6 separate regions of the Mus musculus genome follow, and regions 1, 2, 4, 5 and 6 are each linked to region 3. A link is a contact called in public HiCAR-type, HiChIP or PLAC-seq and promoter capture Hi-C data. All regions are on one chromosome and are shown on one strand. The core of a region is the stretch at or near the end of the contact, and the rest is flanking DNA. Distances in the headings are between cores, read along the strand shown.

The links. Promoter capture Hi-C pulls out the DNA fragments that hold promoters and counts their contacts. HiCAR-type assays count read pairs that join an accessible place to other places. HiChIP or PLAC-seq counts read pairs in DNA pulled down with a chosen protein or histone mark. Capture Hi-C pulls out chosen DNA fragments and counts their contacts.
Region 1: a promoter capture Hi-C map of liver shows a contact between it and region 3, with 4 times the contacts expected there. The contact joins the promoter of Zfp975 here to the promoter of AW146154 in region 3. A contact is called at or near these places in 2 of 39 promoter capture datasets (embryonic stem cells and hippocampal neurons), 2 of 115 datasets of contacts at active chromatin or transcription factors (large pre-B cells and stem cell-derived neural progenitor cells) and 1 of 9 other capture datasets (liver).
Region 2: a contact with region 3 is called in a promoter capture Hi-C map of pre-B cells, with 5 times the contacts expected there. The contact joins the promoter of Vsig10l here to the promoter of AW146154 in region 3. A contact is called at or near these places in 5 of 39 promoter capture datasets (the HPC-7 cell line, cranial neural crest, hippocampal neurons and 2 more).
Region 4: a promoter capture Hi-C map of pre-B cells shows a contact between it and region 3, with 8 times the contacts expected there. The contact joins the enhancer-like site here to the promoter of AW146154 in region 3. A contact is called at or near these places in 4 of 39 promoter capture datasets (cranial neural crest, embryonic stem cells, hippocampal neurons and 1 more), 1 of 484 Hi-C or Micro-C datasets (CD4 T cells) and 1 of 9 other capture datasets (liver).
Region 5: a HiCAR-type map of astrocytes shows a contact between it and region 3, with 5 times the contacts expected there. The contact joins the promoter of Zfp715 here to the promoter of AW146154 in region 3. A contact is called at or near these places in 4 of 39 promoter capture datasets (cranial neural crest, hippocampal neurons, maxillary cranial neural crest and 1 more), 2 of 484 Hi-C or Micro-C datasets (CD4 T cells and rod photoreceptor), 1 of 115 datasets of contacts at active chromatin or transcription factors (astrocytes) and 1 of 9 other capture datasets (pancreatic islet).
Region 6: an H3K4me3 HiChIP or PLAC-seq map of embryonic stem cells shows a contact between it and region 3, with 5 times the contacts expected there. The contact joins the promoter of Zfp977 here to the promoter of AW146154 in region 3. A contact is called at or near these places in 1 of 39 promoter capture datasets (embryonic stem cells) and 1 of 115 datasets of contacts at active chromatin or transcription factors (embryonic stem cells).

The regions. Positions count from the first base shown.
Region 1 is chr7:42,691,365-42,694,355 of GRCm38.p6, forward strand. Zfp975 (zinc finger protein 975) reads right to left here and starts at 1,354. Exons shown (of 4, transcript NM_001008427.1): 1 at 1,287-1,354. The coding sequence starts at 1,289. It overlaps Gm38998 (a long non-coding RNA gene), which reads left to right and starts at 1,486. Exons shown (of 3, transcript XR_001778103.2): 1 at 1,486-1,587.
Region 2 is chr7:43,461,698-43,464,448 of GRCm38.p6, forward strand. Vsig10l (V-set and immunoglobulin domain containing 10 like) reads left to right here and starts at 1,454. Exons shown (of 10, transcript NM_001368881.1): 1 at 1,454-1,575; 2 at 1,663-2,478. The coding sequence starts at 1,536. It overlaps Gm39000 (a long non-coding RNA gene), which reads right to left. Exons shown (of 3, transcript XR_003946763.1): 2 at 2,384-2,751; 3 at 1-1,343.
Region 3 is chr7:41,498,559-41,501,278 of GRCm38.p6, forward strand. It overlaps AW146154 (expressed sequence AW146154), which reads right to left and starts at 1,332. Exons shown (of 4, transcript NM_001033530.3): 1 at 736-1,332. The coding sequence starts at 738.
Region 4 is chr7:39,674,606-39,677,305 of GRCm38.p6, forward strand. No RefSeq gene overlaps it. Among named protein-coding and RNA genes, the nearest start is that of Gm26327, 46 kb to the left of the region's middle. Within about 2 kb of position 1,331, at least 20 of the 459 cell types and tissues checked have an H3K27ac peak or open chromatin away from gene starts, as enhancers often do. A contact at or near this core is called in pre-B cells, where this site is marked.
Region 5 is chr7:43,311,874-43,314,573 of GRCm38.p6, forward strand. It overlaps Zfp715 (zinc finger protein 715), which reads right to left and starts at 1,427. Exons shown (of 5, transcript NM_027264.4): 1 at 1,231-1,427.
Region 6 is chr7:42,591,165-42,594,241 of GRCm38.p6, forward strand. Zfp977 (zinc finger protein 977) reads right to left here and starts at 1,381. Exons shown (of 4, transcript NM_001362112.1): 1 at 1,273-1,381. The coding sequence starts at 1,275.

The DNA of each region.
Region 1 (2,991 bases), core at 104-2,603, 1.2 Mb after region 3:
GAACTCTCTGAATTCAAGGCTAACCTGGTAGATGGAACAAGTCCTAGGACCACAAGCTCATCACTCAGAAAAACCAGTTTTGAAAAACAGACAACCAAAAAACATAGTCAGTATGGCCATAGTACCAAAAGCAATCTACAAAGTCAATGCAATTCCCCTCAAAATTCAAACACAATTTTCTACACACATTGAAGTTGCAAGTCTCAGGCTGGAGAGAGCTCAGCATTTAAAATTACTGACTGTTCTTCTAAAGGTCCTGAGTTCAAATCCCATGAATCACATAATTGCTTACAATCATCTGTAATGAGATCTGAAGCCCTTTTCTGGTATGCCTGAAGACAGCTAGAGCGTACTTATATATAATAAATAAATAAATCTAAAAAAAAAATAGAAAATGGAAATCTCTACCTCATTTGGAAGAACAAACGCTCCCAGGATAGCCCAAACATTCCTGAACCATAAAAGAACTTCTGGAGACATCACAATTCCTGATCTCAAGCTGTACTACATAGCAATAGTGATAAAAACCAAATGGTATCAGTACAGACAGGCAGATCAATCGAATAGAATCAAATACCCAGAAATGAACGCACACACCTATGGACACTTCTTTGGCAAGGAAGCCAATACCATAGAATAGAAAAGAAAGCATTGTGAACAAATGTTCTGGTCTAACTGGCAGTGTGTATAGAAGAATCACCCTGCACAGGATGGATCAAGGACCTCAATTACAACCAGCTACACTGAATCTAATAGCAGACAAAGCAAAAATATCCTTGAACGCACGGGTACAGGGCACAGAATTTCCTGAATACAACATCAATGGCTCAGGATCTAAGACCAACAGTTAATACATTTCTTAAAAATGAAAAGCTTCTGTAAGGGAAGGACACTGTCAATAGGACAAAACAGTAGCCTACAAACTGACAAAAGATGTTCACCAACCCTATAGCCAATTAAGGGCTAATATCCAAAAGTTATAAAGAACCAACCAACCAGACAAACAAACAAAATTGTAGAAGATACTGGAGAAACTAGGCATTTCTGTGTTTGCCATCTTGCCAAGAAGGTTTCAACACACCAGCCCATGCTTAAATATTCGCGCAGATAAAGCCCCAGAGCAGAGTTATTCAGAGCAGCTAAGACCACAAACAACCTCACAAGTAGCCCTCCCTGTGTAGCAGAGGTTCGCGATGTGTACTCAGCCCCAGGGAGGACTCACCATACTCGCTCCAGTTGTTCAATCGCCTGCCCCTTCCCATTGGAAGCAGCTGCCATATACTCACCATGTCGCGGATTCAGAGCTCGCATGAATTCCCCTCACAGCACCCAGCAGTAGCACACAGAGCAGGACACACAAACCACACCACACTCCTCCTCGGATACAGCACGGAACCAACAGCAAAGCACCGGGAAGCACCCGCCTCCACTTCTGACTGGCAGGTCAGACTGGAGGCCTTGATTGGTCAGCAAGTCTCGAGTGACATAAGCACCTCTCTTAAGGTTAGTGTGTGCTGAAGGGACGCAGTTTAGTGATTCCTGGCCCATGCTGCTGTTCCATGGCCTACCGTTTTCCAGATAAGTAGGGTGAGAGTGCACTGATGGGATAAGGCAAAGTGGTTATGCTAGGACCCCAGGGGCCCAAATGTTGAGAACGCGACCCCTAGAGACACAGCTTGACAATAGATCGCTGCAATGGCGAGAGGTTTTTATTCCGATGCGGACAGGGTTGCTCAGCCTCGCAGGGAGAGTCAACCCAGATTGCTTACAGTAAAGGTTTTTTTTTTTTTTTTACTACTCTTCATTTGCGGGGCTTGGGGGGAGGGTTACACAACTTTATCATTGTTGGCTAGCAAAGTAACAGTTATGTTTTTTACTTTTGGTGTCAGCCAGCGATGTCAGAAACTGTCAGCAAGGTCGGTTTATCTTAGAATTCAAACTGAGGCCGGGGTCCCAGGGACCGTTTTTATTGTTATGGCTAATTTTGAGAACAGCTAGTCTTGCTATGGCAGTTGTGGTCATTTTGACCATTAGTCAGTCCTCTCAGATGGGGAAGGAGGCAGGCAGTCTTGAGCTTCTTTACACTGGCAGGGAAAGGCTTGTTTATATTAGCAGGGAAAGGGCAAGGAGCAGGGGGAAGGGAAAGGCTTCTGTAAACTGAGAATTCCTCAAGCAGCAGGGGGAGGGAAAGTCTTGCTTCTGTCTTCCAGCACTTCCCTTCTCCCTCCTGTAATCAAGGAAGATAGCTTGCAGGGCCCATTATTTAACTTGCAGTGAAATAAACAACCCAGCCCATAGGGGAAGGGCACCCAGAATATTGACAATTGAGGAGATTTTTAGGAAACACTAAGATTTTTGTTCTGAGGTTTCATGGTCAGGTCAGGTCAGGTAAACTGCAGCTATGTTTCACCTGGTAGGCATCAGATTTTACAAAGCCCTGGGAGCAAAGCAGGAAAAAGATGACAAACTCTACACAACAGTATTGCTAGCCAGCACATCTTCCTTAGTGGGAAGAGGAAAAAACCCACAGCTGTATTAATAAAGGTATCCTAATGGACAAAACTGATAGATCGAATCTCTCTGTATATGTAGAAGGTGGATTTATTGGAATGGCTTGTAAGCTGTGGTCCAACCAGTCCAACAATGGCTGTCTGCAAATGGACAGATGAAGAATATAGTAGTGGCTCAGTCCATGTGGCTGGATGACACTGCTGGACTTCAGTCTACATAACAATTAGGAATAAGTAGGCCAGTTTTCCAAAAACTGAGCTTGCTGGTCAGGGTAAGATATGAAGACCAGGAGAGAGAATTACCATCTTCAGTGACCTTTATAAATGTAGTCTGCCACTAGAAGCTGTGGCCTAGATTAAATATATCTCTTATCACTTCAGAAGATCCAGATTTAAAAGAGGGTTTACAACTTAAAAAGATATAATCATGAAAAATCCTTCACAGTACCGGAACTGTAGCAATTTTACTAATTCCATGTAT
Region 2 (2,751 bases), core at 204-2,703, 2.0 Mb after region 3:
TCCTGGTTGTCCTGGAACTCCCTATGTAGACCAGGATAGCCTTGAACTCAGAGATCCTCCTGCCTCTGCCTCCCAAGTGCTGGGGTTAAAGGTGTGTGCCACTATGCCCAGCAAAACATTATTTTCCTCAAAAGGTTTTCTGACATAGCACTTCTGAGCTATATATGATAATATATGGAGCATGCTCAATGCCTTCTGACCATGCCTTCCACCAGCACGGAAAGCACTAGGTCTCAGAGGTTCAGAGCTGAGCAGAGGCCTAAAGCCTACCTAGCAAGGGGTGATAAGAAAACGTTCTGACGGACTGAAGCAATCTGACCAGCCTTAACCTAAGTCCAGCCTCTCTTGCTGGCTCTGCAACCTCTCATGGGAAATTTGGCTTTTCTGCATCCTCATTGGTCTGTGAAGTGAGGATCAAACATTCTGCTCAGAGGACACTGAGAAAAAAGAAATCAGCCTGATAATAATGTGCTGGTAGGATTTAGCATAGTTCCTGGCTGAGCTGAAGTTGTCATTATTATGGCTGTTAATGAGGTGAGACCTGAAGGACCAGTTGTGAGGTGGCCAGATTGGAGAGGGAAAACGCATTCCAGGTAAAGAGAAGAATGCTGGCAAGGGCTGGGAGGTTAGATGGCATCAGAAGAGCGGCATGTTCAGGAGGGTAAGACATAGTGCAGAGAAGTGGGTGAGGCCAGTAAGGATGTCTGCAGAGGATGCTGTGAAGCCAAGCAAGGCTGGGATATGGAGGGAGGGATCTGCTGGCCAGGGAGGGGACTTACAGAGTAGGAGGTTACAGAAAGTGTGTGTGGGGGGGAAGGGGGTTGCAGATGAAAAGGGTAAGGTCTGAGCAGTGGGTACAAGAGGAGAAAATGGGAAGAGATCTAGGTAGTATTCAGAGATTGGTAGCAGTGCTGGGTAGGGGGGACAGTGGGAAGCCTCCGCAGGCTTTGCATAGGTGATCCTGAAAGTATGGGTCAGAGGGAGATGCTGAGTTCATCAGGTATTGAACAATGGAAACTGATTTCTAAGTATCAGGGTAGATGGCTTTGATAGAGACAGCAACTGGAGACTTGGTTCCGAGGATCATAAGGAGTCACAGAAGGATCTGGAGAAGAGGGCAGGGTCAGAGAAAAGACTGCAGGTCAGACAGTAGACAGCAGAAGGCTGGGAAGCAAGACACCTGGGCCAGGTGGGGACACAGGAGGGGCTCTGACTTCACAGACACGCCTGAAGGAAGTCTTCCTGCGTGGTCCCCACAGGCTTGCTGCTTGGTCCCAGCTGGGAGTTCACCTTGCCCTGGGGGTGAGGAGTGGAGGTTCAGCCTGGGCTTCTCCATACAACCTCTGATGAAGACAAGAAGGGTGGAGCGGGCCACTCAGCCACCATATCATGCCAGGGGACCCTGGCACCTCCCACATTTGTCTCCTTTCTCCACCCAGGAAGCTAAGCAACCATTCCTGCTGGACTTGTCAGACCTGGGACAATGCAAGCTGTGGATCTCTGTGTAGTGTCCTCTCTGGAGTGTGACCATCACCATGGGCCTCTCGTGGGCTCTGCTGCCCTTCCTACTCCTGGGTAAGTTCCCTGTGCCCCTCTCCTCCCCAGCAGCCCACTCCCTGGCAGTCTCTCTCAATGCTCTCCCCTCCCTCCTCTCCTCTGCAGCCTTCAGAGCTGAGCTCCTTGCCCTCCAGCCAGCTTTGGGCTCTCAGCCACCCTCTGCCTCCTCCTCACACTCCATGGGCTCCTCTCGGGACTTTGTTTCAAACGTCTCCTCCAGCCAGCACCCCCAGCCGCCAGGTTCAGAAGCCTCTGCTGGAATCCCTGATTCCAACCGGTTTCCTCAGGGGCTGAATTCAAGCCATGTGCCTGGATTATTCAGGACCAATGTTTCCGCTGAGGAACAGTATCTCAGCCCTGATGTCACCTCCTCTGAAACCCCTCCTTCCAGAGTGTCTCTTGATGGTTTAGATTCTCAAGATCCTGACAAAGACTCTGGGCTTCCCTTCCTCGTCAAGACTCCAGCTTCACAAATATCAGTTCAAACTCCAGACACCAAAGTACCTACCAAGGCCTCAGGTTCAAAGCTATCCCTGGAGCATCACAACCTTGAACCTGGATCCAAAATTTCTTCAGAGATTTACCAAGCTGCAAGCTTTCCTCAGCAAGTGGGGGGACCCCTGGCTGTGCTAGTGGGAACCACCATCAGGCTCCCCTTGACCCCGGTCCCCAGCTCCAGTCCCCCTGCTCCTCTGGTGGTCTGGCGCCGGGGTTCCAAGGTATTGGCAGCTGGGGGTCTGGGGTCACAGGCTCCACTAATTAGTCTGGACCCCATGCATCAAGCCCGCCTGAGATTTGACCAGATTCGAGGGGGTCTGGAACTCACCTCTGCCCGGCTGGATGATGCAGGGGTGTACACAGTTGAGGTCATCAGGGGAGGAGTCTCCCAGCAGATTCGAGAGTTTGTGGTGGGTGTATTTGGTAAGTGGGGTCCGAGGTCCAGAGTGCAGGCTGCCGAGTGCCTGCTCTCCTCGCAGACCTCTGGACAAGTCTGTGCTGTGTGAATATGCTTCCTTCCTAGAAGAAAGAGCCTGTGGGTGGGGATAAGAGCAAAGGCAGGGACCAGAGCTCACCTTGTCTGAAGGAGGAGGTCTAAGCTGGACTCTTAGGTCTGAGAGAGGCCTGGACCTCACTTAGGTGTGACGGGGGAGGGCTAGGGCCTGAATCCGTGGGACCGAGGGAATTAAGACTGGG
Region 3 (2,720 bases), core at 82-2,581:
TTCTCAAGAAGAAAACTAGCAGCACTTTGTGATAAACAGCCTTTAATGTTGATTGGGACTCTAGAACGCTCCCTTGAGCAGCCAGTTCTTTGCTATGAGGATGGCCCTAGTGGCTGGTTGCCAATCAGAGTAGCCTCCTTTGTTAAGCACTGGAGCACTTTTCTGGACAATCCTAGTGAACAAATATATCTATCCTAGCATCCTGATCTCTAACGGGTCTGGTTAGCACACTACTTATCTGTAGGGTGTCTCAGAGGCATTCCTCCCTCAGCTAAACTCTACTTGCTGTCCCTTACTATCTCCTAAGCATTGGTAAATCCTTTAACATCATCAATTCTACTCTTCATCACAGTTTGATATTGGAGTGCTACCCAACATGAAATGCCTTTTACAACCTCTACAGAATTAACTCCAAATAGGTCTTACAGCTAAATGTTAAATGATAGGGGAGTTAACTTTTAGAAGTAAAGAGAAACTAGGCCTGAGTTTGACATCCTGCTAAGGATGTTTCCACACACAAGTCTCTGTGCCAGATGCTTTGAGCAGATGCAGCCCTCATAGCGAAGTTATTCACATCCACTGCTGGGTTCAGGGAATGACTAGGACAAAAAGGGAAGTAACAGGTGGTCAGATCTGGCCACACTTACCACCCAGACCCAGGGACAAGCCACCATACCAGCTCCTGCAACACAACTGCCTGCTCCTCCCCCCTGTGGGCAGTGGCTCTGCACTCACCATGTCGCGAATTAGCAATTTGCTAGAGCTTCCCTCACAGCACCCAGCAGCAGCGCTTAGAGAAAAACAATCAGAACTTTTCCAGCCCGCTCCGCTACAGAGCTGAAGCTGCCGCAAGGCACCCGGAAGATCCCGCCTCCTTTTCTGACTGGCAGGTCCACCTCAAGGCTCTGATTGGCCCTTAAGTCTTGAGTAACGCGAGTACCTCCCTGAGGGTTAGGGTGTGCAGATGAGACTCCGCATGATGGTTGCTGGCCGGGTCTTCCAGTACAGTACCAGACCTTTTCCAGATACATAGAGATTTGCATTTCAGTAGCACTTGTGTCTGTATTCTACCCGTCTGTCTTTCCATCCCGCACCGGGAAGGACCCATCACCTCAGCTCCTGCCGCCCAGCTGCCTGCTCCTCCCCTTTGTAAACAACGACCCTGCGCTTTCTAAGTCGTGGTGGAATCTGGAGCTTGCTTGAACTACCTTTATTCATTAGGCACTTCCCCTTCTTCCTCCGGAAATGAAGGTGGATATGTAATGGAAATCAAGCTTGAAAATTGTAATTCCCAAATTTGACCTGTAAGCCTCACCTGCCCAGGAACCAGGTTACTTCTAGGAATGCTGGGAATTGTAGTTCTTTGTAAGTAACAAGTCCTCGTGGGAAAGTACGGTGGCCAAATTGATTATCTGTATAAAGCCCTACAACATGTGACCGGGGGCTATCCCAGCTGGGAAATTCTGTGGATATTTCTGATCCAGATCCACCGCTTGGTCAGTACTTAATATTTAATAAACGGTTGCTTCAAATTTGGACGGAAATGGTTGATTTGGTTTTCCAATAAAACTCAGGTTTAAGGTATGGAAGCGCATAAGGAAATAATGGTCCCAAATTCGCTCTTCATTCCGGATAATCGAGGGGTGGGCTGACCCAGCCAAGGTCTCCGGGAAATGCGTTCCCTCTGCAGACTCCCGGGGTGAATGGCAGACTCGGAGAAAAACAGTAAGCTTCCTGTTGGTTCCTGGATTCTGGTTAAGGGGATGGAGTTTGTACACCCGTTCGGGCAATTGAGAGATACCTATCGTTTGTTTGTTTGCTTGTTTGTTTTAGTAATTTCTACGTAATTGGGAGTTCATCCAGGGCCATCAGTTATTTTCTGATCAGTTATTTGCCATGGGAGCTCTGGAAACGCCCTCTACTGACGCTGGGAGGTAGAAACTTAAGTAACCCCGCACTTGAGAACTTCAGCTAGGTCCCAATGCCTAGGCTGTCCAACTAATCAGAGACTTCCAGAGGATACCAGGAATTCCAGGGATTATACAAGGAGTCCGCTGAAACAGTCTCCCATCGGTTAAGTTCTCCTAGATTGATGAAACCTCTGTGTAACACCAATTCAATCTATATTGTTGACTCCTGTTTTGTGTTTTGTCCACTTGTCTAGTGCTTCCTCGTGTGTTACCATAGGGTGGGGGAGGGGGGCGACTAAATTAGAGGAAGGCACAATATAAGAATTTACGGACTTAGAAGCAGAAAAGGCCAATTCTAAATATCGTTGTCTTAGGTATCTGATCTGTCTTTGTGTGTTTTGACTTAAGGCTGTAAGGCACAGTGGCTCAGGGAGCTCCGGGTGCAGCATACATAGTTCCGACCCCACCTGCATCTAACTGACTGTGAAGTTGTCTCTCAATATGAGATGCTCTGACTTGGATTGTATTCAGAAGCTACAGACTCTACCCCAGGCTCAGATACTTCTTCTGCCTTCTCCTACCTGTGTCTAGCTGGCAGGAAAGCTGGGTCGAGAAAAACTTAACATTTTAGAACACCAAGTATGTATAAGGTAGATTTGGAGATAGACAATTCACAAATAGCACTTGGGGCTCATTGGATAGCTTTGTAATGTCCAGAGCTCTGCCCCCAACTGCACAGTGCCAGACCCAGCTCCTCTCCAAATTATGGATGAATCTGTGATTTCTATTCTTGTAAGATTTGTTATTTTG
Region 4 (2,700 bases), core at 81-2,580, 1.8 Mb before region 3:
GGGTGAATTATCTGCATGTGTATCTGTATCACCTCTATGCCTGGTGCCTATGGAGGCCAGAAAAGGGGACTGATGCCCCTAGAAATGATGTCACAGACCCACAGCCATTTGCATGCTGGGAACTGAACCCCTCTGCAAGAGCAGCTGGTGATTTTTAAACACTGAGACATCTCCCAGCTACTAGATGCTTCCTTGTTAGTTGTCTGCTTACCCAACTATAATTAAGTTCTTTAAATGTGTGAACCTTGTTCTAGCCCCTGGGGTTACAGCAGAGATAGACAGCTACATCATAATAGTGTATCTTATGAGTCAAATTGAGTTTATTCTACTTATTATATCCTTAGGAATTATGAATTTTGTAGTTATGGAACACTCTATTCCTATCTTAGTTTCAATATTTTCTCAGCTCCACTGACCTTCACTTTCACACCTTTCAACAAAACACCTTTACAAAAATGTTAACTGATTCCAAATGGAGCTGGAAACCAGGACCAGTGTCTTTCTGCTACCGAACAGTGACCTCATGCTCTCCTGAACTTTATGGTTTCACACTCAAGTGCAGCTGGCTAATGGTGTGCTCTACAATGCGTTTTACACCAGACTCTCGAACCCAGCAAGATGGGCCCTGTGAGTATGGGAGTAAGAGTTCAATGAGGCCTGGAGCCTGCCTGGCAAGGATGTGGTTTCACACTCCATCAAGAGGCCAAGGGCTGCTAGAGGGAATCGGCCACCTGCTGAGTGTTCTCTTTGACCTCTGGACCAAGAACACTTTCTCATCTAGCCTATCAGTGACAAGAATGGGCACTTGTGGCTTCGAGTGGGGTATTTTTAAGTTTTCTAGCATCTCCTGCGTTTCTTGGCACACGGTATGAATCATATTACTGGGATAATGAACCATTTAATGGCTTGTGTGTTGATTTATCAGCTGGTGCTGGCGAGGCCAATTTAAAAATATAAAGCCATAAGTCACCTAGTCAAACTGTCCAATAGGCAGAGAAGCCCGGCCCCTTGCCAGTTGCTGCTGTGTTAATCATGATGCTGTTGTTCAGGCTAGCAGAGCAAGGACTAAGGCACCCAGTGCTCTTCCCTGGTGAGGTCATTCATCTAGCTTTGGTTGCAGTGTTTGTTTTGTCCTCATGCTTCAGTTAGAGGGAAAAAACAAAACCTAAGAAATAAGGACATCTCCTTCTCATTAGATCAAGGTCCACCAACCCTGGGTCCCCTGGGATTCCCAGTAAAGTATGAAAAATGGGCAGAGTTCACTGAGCCCTAGTTAAGTCCAAGATAGCGTGGGAGAAATGATACTAAAAGCATTTATGGTACTTTAAGGAGCAACACAGGCCTGACACTGTCAGTTTCATGACCAATCTGGCATGACCATCCTGCAAGGCAGGACCCTCCATTACACTATGTGGATAGCATCATACACCCAGCATGGGTCAGTGAGTGCTTGGTATTTTAGCATGGTAAAGTCCTCAGACAAGTAGCTGCTACTATGTAGAGGCCAGATCCTTGCTGTGTATGCTGATGAGTAAGCTACTGGTCTAATGCACACACACACACACACACACACACACACACACACACACACACACACACACACACACTCAAAATGAGGAAAGCAAATGTGTTGAGATTAGACTGTGTCCTCTCTGAGATACTTTATATTATGTAAAACAGTGATGTGTTTGACTTTGCTTTCAGACTGAGCTTTGTCTTGAGAAACTCCGTTTTTATAAGTAGCTTTTGGCCCCATTTTGATGGTACAAGATAACTTGTGTTCACAGATCCAGATGGATATGCAAACAATACCCAACTATCTGACACCATGCATGCAGCTCAGACTGATAAATGAAAGCTGAATGGTGCCATTTTATAGATTTATTGGGGGTGAACTAAGGTTGTAAGGCCAGATGAGTATATTAGAACAGTATCAGTGAAACCATGCCCTAGACCTTGTTGGGCATAACAGACCAAGGATAAACAATAACTTCCTCACGTGGACCTCGTAAAGAGATGGACATTTAGTAGAGAGATGACAGAGATTTCCTGTCATATGACCACTTGAGTATATGTCAAAGACCAACAGGTAGAGAACTTCTAACTGTCCCTGGGGCTTTGTCTTGATTTAGTCACCATTGTTGATCTAAAGTTGTTGTCCATTTATCCCTTTATCTGGACCTGGTCCTGGCCATTTTCCTTCTTCAGCTAGGTTCAACTCTATAGCTTTACTCTCAATTCTATGGCCCATAATGGCCTGCAACAATAGCATCTTCTGTATGGCTCAGTTTTGGCTCATTATCTAATCACTACAGAGACTCATGCATCCCTACCAGTTTGATTTTGGCTTTTTAGGCTCCTTTGAAACTCCTTGCTTCTTTAATTTTTGTAATCACCCCATGACTTTCATACATAGATAATTAGGTAGGTAGGGGTAGGGGTAGGGGTAGGAGTATAGGAATAGATATAGATAAATGATAAGTAAATCAATAAGTAGATAGATGATAGATAGGTAGGTAGAGAGATAGATGATAGATTTGCCATGTGATATGCCATATATGGTTCAAGAATATCTAACAAACTACTACCACTGAGACTGCTATACCTCATGAATTTACTATTTAATACATTCTGACATTTGAAAGGCACAAACATGTCTGTCTACATTTCTGACAGAGTGGTCAGAGGCTGAATGGATTA
Region 5 (2,700 bases), core at 177-2,676, 1.8 Mb after region 3:
CCGTCTACACAGACACATTAAGAAAAACAGGCTTATCCAATCCTCACTCCCCCACTCCATGTCTGTCTGTGTGCCCCCTCCCCCGCTCCCATGTGTAAGTGTGTGTGTGTGTGTGTGTGTGTCTGTATTTGAGACAAGGTCTATTATTTAGCTCTGGCTATCCTGAACTTGCTATGTAGACCAGGCTAGCCTTTAACTTTCACTGCCTGGGCCCCATTAGTGCTGGGATTTAAAGATATGAGCTACTTACTCCTCTCAGACCAATACACAGTTTTTTAAGCACTCCAAATCAACACAAACATTAGGGTACAAATAAAACGGCCCAATATTATTTTGGTCAACTGCCAACCAGTGATCTTTAACGTCTGTATAGGATCCCAAAGACAGGCAAGCACTGATGCACATAATGTCCAAAGGATTCCCAAGTATGACTCTAATGTGCCCCAAAGAGTGAAAGTGTTTTTAATATTTGGGATCATTCCTTCAATAATGCTGGTCATCCAGAGGTAGGAACGAATTAGTTGGAAAAGGAGACCCAAAAGCAGCCCATAAAACAAGATTCCCTACTTTTACGGACCTTAGAAGAAATCTCTTGAGCTCAGCAGCCTAGATAACTAGGCAGCATGCAAAGCGTGGGACCCCCTCCCTCCCTCCCTCTCTCCCTCCCTCATCCGTGAGAGCCTGAGCACTCGCAGTTCCGACACCTGTGGTCTTGACACTTGCTACTTTGGTCAAGCCGACGGGATTTTCTTCACATAGTGCTAACCGGAATCAAGCCACAGTCACTGGCCACGCCAACACTAACGACCAGAGTCGCCCTCACAAGCATCCCACTCCCGCCCTAGGCTCCATCGCTGCCTCTGCTGACCCCTACGCCAATCACGGCTTGAGTGGGGCACAGGCCACCTCAAAGTCTTCGCCCTTAAGCTCCCGACTCCCACCCGGGGACCCGCTGCGTGCAGCGCCCACTCACTGAGTCCCGCCCCCTAATGGCCTCAGCTGACAACTTTCATGGACGACTGCGTGAAAACCCACAGGAGAGCACATTGGGAAGTGACAAAACACCCAAGATACGGGAAACCCTCGGGAACAGGGTGAAAGCGCACCACGCGACCCCCACCCCATCTGACGAGCCCCGGCAGCCGCCTCAGCCCAGTCCTTCAGCACAAACCAGCGCTCGGCACAGCACTGCGTCCTCCCACCCCCTGCGCCGCCGCCGCCGCCACTCACCTCACACTGCCCGGCCGAGAGCTCTGCACACGGCACGCCTGACGGCGACTTCCGCCCACGGAAGCCGAAGAGTCCCGGATGGAAAAGTTCCAAACCACCTCGCGGACCCGCCAGCGAAGTAACACTCGAATGACTACAACATTTAAGGTTTCACGGCCACTCTATTTCCGGTGTCTTTTAGATTTCCGGCAGGACATGTCCACGCCCAGTAGAATAATGCGCATGCCCACTAACACTTTTGACCCGAGTGTGCCTGCCAGCAGTCAGCATGGCAGACCGGGTGGTTCCAGTTTCCTTGGAAACTGTGGTGGCGGCGTGAGTGAGCTCCGGACGTTGGAGGCCACCATCCAGGAACTTTGATTCCATGTGGGCGGGCAGCTAAATGCAACGCCTTTGAGTGGAAGTCTGAAAGCTGTCTCCCATATGGTGTGACAGGCCTGGCAGGAATATGATAGTCTAAAGAGACATTCTGTGCCCCTTCCTCTACAGACTATTGAGACAATGGAACACAGAAATAGAAATTCCATGATGGGAGAAAGGATGTGCTGAAGCCAGGAGGCAGTCAGAGCAGGGACTTGTCACAGGAAAACAGATTTCACACCGTTCTGACAACTTCCTAGACCACTTTGCAGGACAGACTTCAGTCGGAGACAATGATAGCGAGGGGCCACAAACTAAGATTGCTTGGTAAGACTGCTTAGTTACATACCTCTTGCTTTCTATTTAAACCTAATTCTGCAGGGGAGAAGGGATGATATGATAGAGAGGTAGCTTAACAGGTAAGTGCCCAAACTGCTCTTAAGGGCTCAATTCCAGCACTCACACGTCAGCTCACAACTATCTGTAACTCCTGTTCCAAGCGGACGCTCTCTTCTGACCTCCAAAGACACCGAGCACACTAGTGGTACACAGACACTCGTGCAGATAAAACACCCATACACATAAAATAAAAATTTATATCTTGCCCAGTGGAGATGGTACACGTCTTTAGTCCCAACACTCTGTAGAGAGAGTCAGGCAGACCTCTGAGTTCAAGGCCAGCCTAGTCTATAGAGAAAGTTCCAGGACAGCCAGGAGAAATCCTGCCAAAAAAAAAAAAAAAAGAATTAAATCTTGATCAAGAAGTTGGCTCATACCTTTAATTCCAGTACTCTGGAGGCAGAGGAAGGCAGATCTCTGAGTCTGAGGCCAACCTGGGCTACATAACTGAATATAATCTCATAGCTCCCATTTTGCTATTGTGGAAAGATAAACTAGGCAAGATAGATCTCCATTGTTTTAAAATTGTATTTTCCTAAATTATGCAAGCTTTTGAGAAAGAAAAAAAAAAAAACCTTTAATGGGTTAACAGAAACTTTCGATTTCCAAGACAGAAAGCATCTGGGAATATCTAAAGACTTTTTTTTTAAGGTTTCTTTCTTTATTTTATGTATATGAGTATACTGTAGCTGTATTGATGGTTGTGAGCCA
Region 6 (3,077 bases), core at 131-2,630, 1.1 Mb after region 3:
AAAAGAAAGAAAGAAATATCTCTTTAACAATAGCATGAGTCGCCCTGCGTGGTGACACACACCTTTAATCCCAGCACTTCGGAGGCAGAGGCAGATGGATTTCTGAGTTCGAGGCCAGCCTGGTGTACAGAGTGAGTTTTAGTACACCCATGTCTACACAGAGAAACCCTGTCTCAAAAAACAAAAATAAAAACAAACAAAGAAAAAAAAAACCAAAAACCAGAAAAAACCACCAAACACTAGCATGTGTCAAGCACTGGTTAATGCTCAAAGAGGAGCCAGCCTAGAACAGACCTTGCATTCCACAGCTGCCATTATCCTTAGTCTCTTTTGCATTCAGCCTCCAGGTTACACTTTGAACAATTGAGACAGGGACAGAGGACTGCAAGTCTAGCCACTTAGGCAGAGGGGAGGTTTGCACAGCAAAGATACCCCAGAAGTACTTCTTAAGTACATCAGAGACCTGAAACAGTGACACAGTCCTAAGTGGAAGATCCCAAAGGCTGAAAAGGAGAAGAGAGGCAGAAGGTACAGAGTACAAAAGGTGGGATGGGAAGGTCCCGCACAAGCAATACCTTATGCCAGGTCAGCTTCTTAAGAAGAATACCGTCTTTTATACTCCTTCCTGCGGTGTATAAAGTCAGCAGACACTGTTACATGATGGGATAAACTCGGAGGAGTCTAAAACAGTGCTGGGCAGCTTAATATTGGACAGGAGGTGATGTTTACAACTTTCTCATATTAACTCCAAATATATCTTGCATCACAATCTTAAAAGAAAGTGTAAAAATTGTATGAGATTAAAAAAAAAAGTTTTGTGTGTGTGTGTGTGTGTGTGTTTAAAGCCAGGCAGTGGTGGCGCACGCCTTTAATCCTAGCACTTGGGAGGCAGAGGCAGGCGGATTTCTGAGTTTGAGGCTAGCCAAACTGAGTGATTTCCAGGAGAGCCAGGGCAATACAGAGAAACACTGTCTTGAAAAACCAACCAACCAAACAAACAAAATTGTAGAAGATACTGGAGAAACTAGGCATTTCTGTGTTTGCCATCTTGCCAAGAAGGTTTCAACGCACAAGCTCATGCTTAAATATTCGCACAGATGAAGCCCCAGAGCAGAATTATTCAGAGCAGCCAAGACCACAAACAACCTCACATGTGGCCCTGTGTAGCTGAGGTGCGCAGCTAGCACCCAGTCCCAGGGAGGCCTCACCATACTCGCTCCAGTTGTTCAATCGCCTGCCCCTTCCCATTGGAAGCAGCTGCCATATACTCACCATGTCGCGAGGTCAGAGCTCGCCTGAATTCCCCTCACAGCACCCAGCAGTAGCACACAGAGCAGGACAAACAAACCACACCAGCCTCCTCAGCTACAGCATTGAACCAGCAACATGGCGCCCGGAAGCACCCGCCTCCAATTCTGACTGGCAGGTCAGACTTGAGGCCTTGATTGGCCAGCGAGTCTGGAGTGACATAAGCACCTCCCTTAAGGTTAGTGTGTGATGAAGGGACACAGCTTAGTGATTCCGGGCCCATGTTGCTGTTCCAGGACCGACCTTTTTCCAGATAAGTAGGGTGAGAGTGCACTGATGGGATAAGGCAAAGTGGTTGTGCTAGGACCCCAGGGGCCCAAATGTTGAGAACGCGACCCCCAGAGACGCAGGTTGACAATAGATCTCTGCAATGGCAAGAGGTTTTTATTCAGATTCACATAGCATTGCTCAGCCTCTCAGGGAGAGTCAACCCAGATTGCTTACAGTACAGTTTTGTTGGTGGGTTTTTTTTCTCTCTCTCTTTCTCTTTTTTTAGTGGGGAAGGGTTACACAACTATGATTGTTGGCTACCAAAGTAACAGTTATGTTCATTACTTTTGGTGATCAGCTAGCGATGTCAGAAACTTTGTCAGCAAGGTCGGTTTATCTTAGAATTCAAACTGAGGCCAGGGTCCCAGGGACCGTTTTTATTGTTATGGCTAATTTTTGAGAACAGCTAGTCTTGCTATGGCAGTTGTGGACATTTTGACCATTAGTCAGTCCCCTCAGATGGGGAAGGGGCCAGGCAGTCTTGAGCTTCTTTACATTGGCAGGGAAAGGCTTGTTTATATCAGCAGGGAAAGGGCAAGGAGCAGGGGGAAGGGAAAGGCTTCTGCAAACTGAGAATTCCTCAAGCAGCAGGGGGGAGGGAAAGTCTTGCTTCTGGCTTCCAGCACTTCCCCTTCTCCCTCCTGTAATCAAGGAAGATAGCTTGCAGGGCCCATTATTTAACTTGCAGTGAAATGAACAATCCAGCCCATAGGAAAAGGGCGCCCAGAATATTAACAATTCAGGAGATTTTTAGGAAACACTAAGATTTTTGTTCTGTGGTGTCATGGTCGGGTCAGGTAAACTGCAGCTATGTTTCACCTGGTAGGCATCAGAATTTACACAGCCCCAGGAGAAAAGCAAGAAACCGAAGACAAACTCTACATAACACTATTGCTAGCCAGCACATCTTCCTTAGTGGGAAGAGGAAAAAACCCACAGCTATATTAATAAAGGTATCCTAATGGACAAAACTGATAGAATGGATCTCTCTGTATATGTAGAAAGTGGATTTATTGGCATGGTTTGTAAGCTGTGGTCCAACCAGCCCAACAATGGCTGTCTGCAAATGGACAGATGAAGAATATAGTAGTGGTTCAGTCCATGTGGCTGGATGACACTGCTGGTATTCAGTCTACATCACAATGAGGAAGAAGTAGGCCAGTTTTCAAAAACTGAGTTTGCTAGTCAGAGGTAAAACATGAAGACAAGGAGAAAGAACTACCACCTTCAATGACCTTTACAATGTAGTCTGCCACTAGAAGCTGTGGCCTAGATTAAAGATATCTCTTATCACTTCAAATGATCCAGATTTAAAAGAGGGTTTACAACTTAAAAAGATATAATTATCAAAAATTCTTCACAGTACTTGAAATGTCGCCATTTTAGTTAATTCCATGTATTTGACGACCAAGAATAACCATCACAAGAGGCAAGACAGAAGAGCTAAGACAGATTTCATTCCATTTGCAGGCAAGGAGAACCTGGGAGTCATTTCCAAA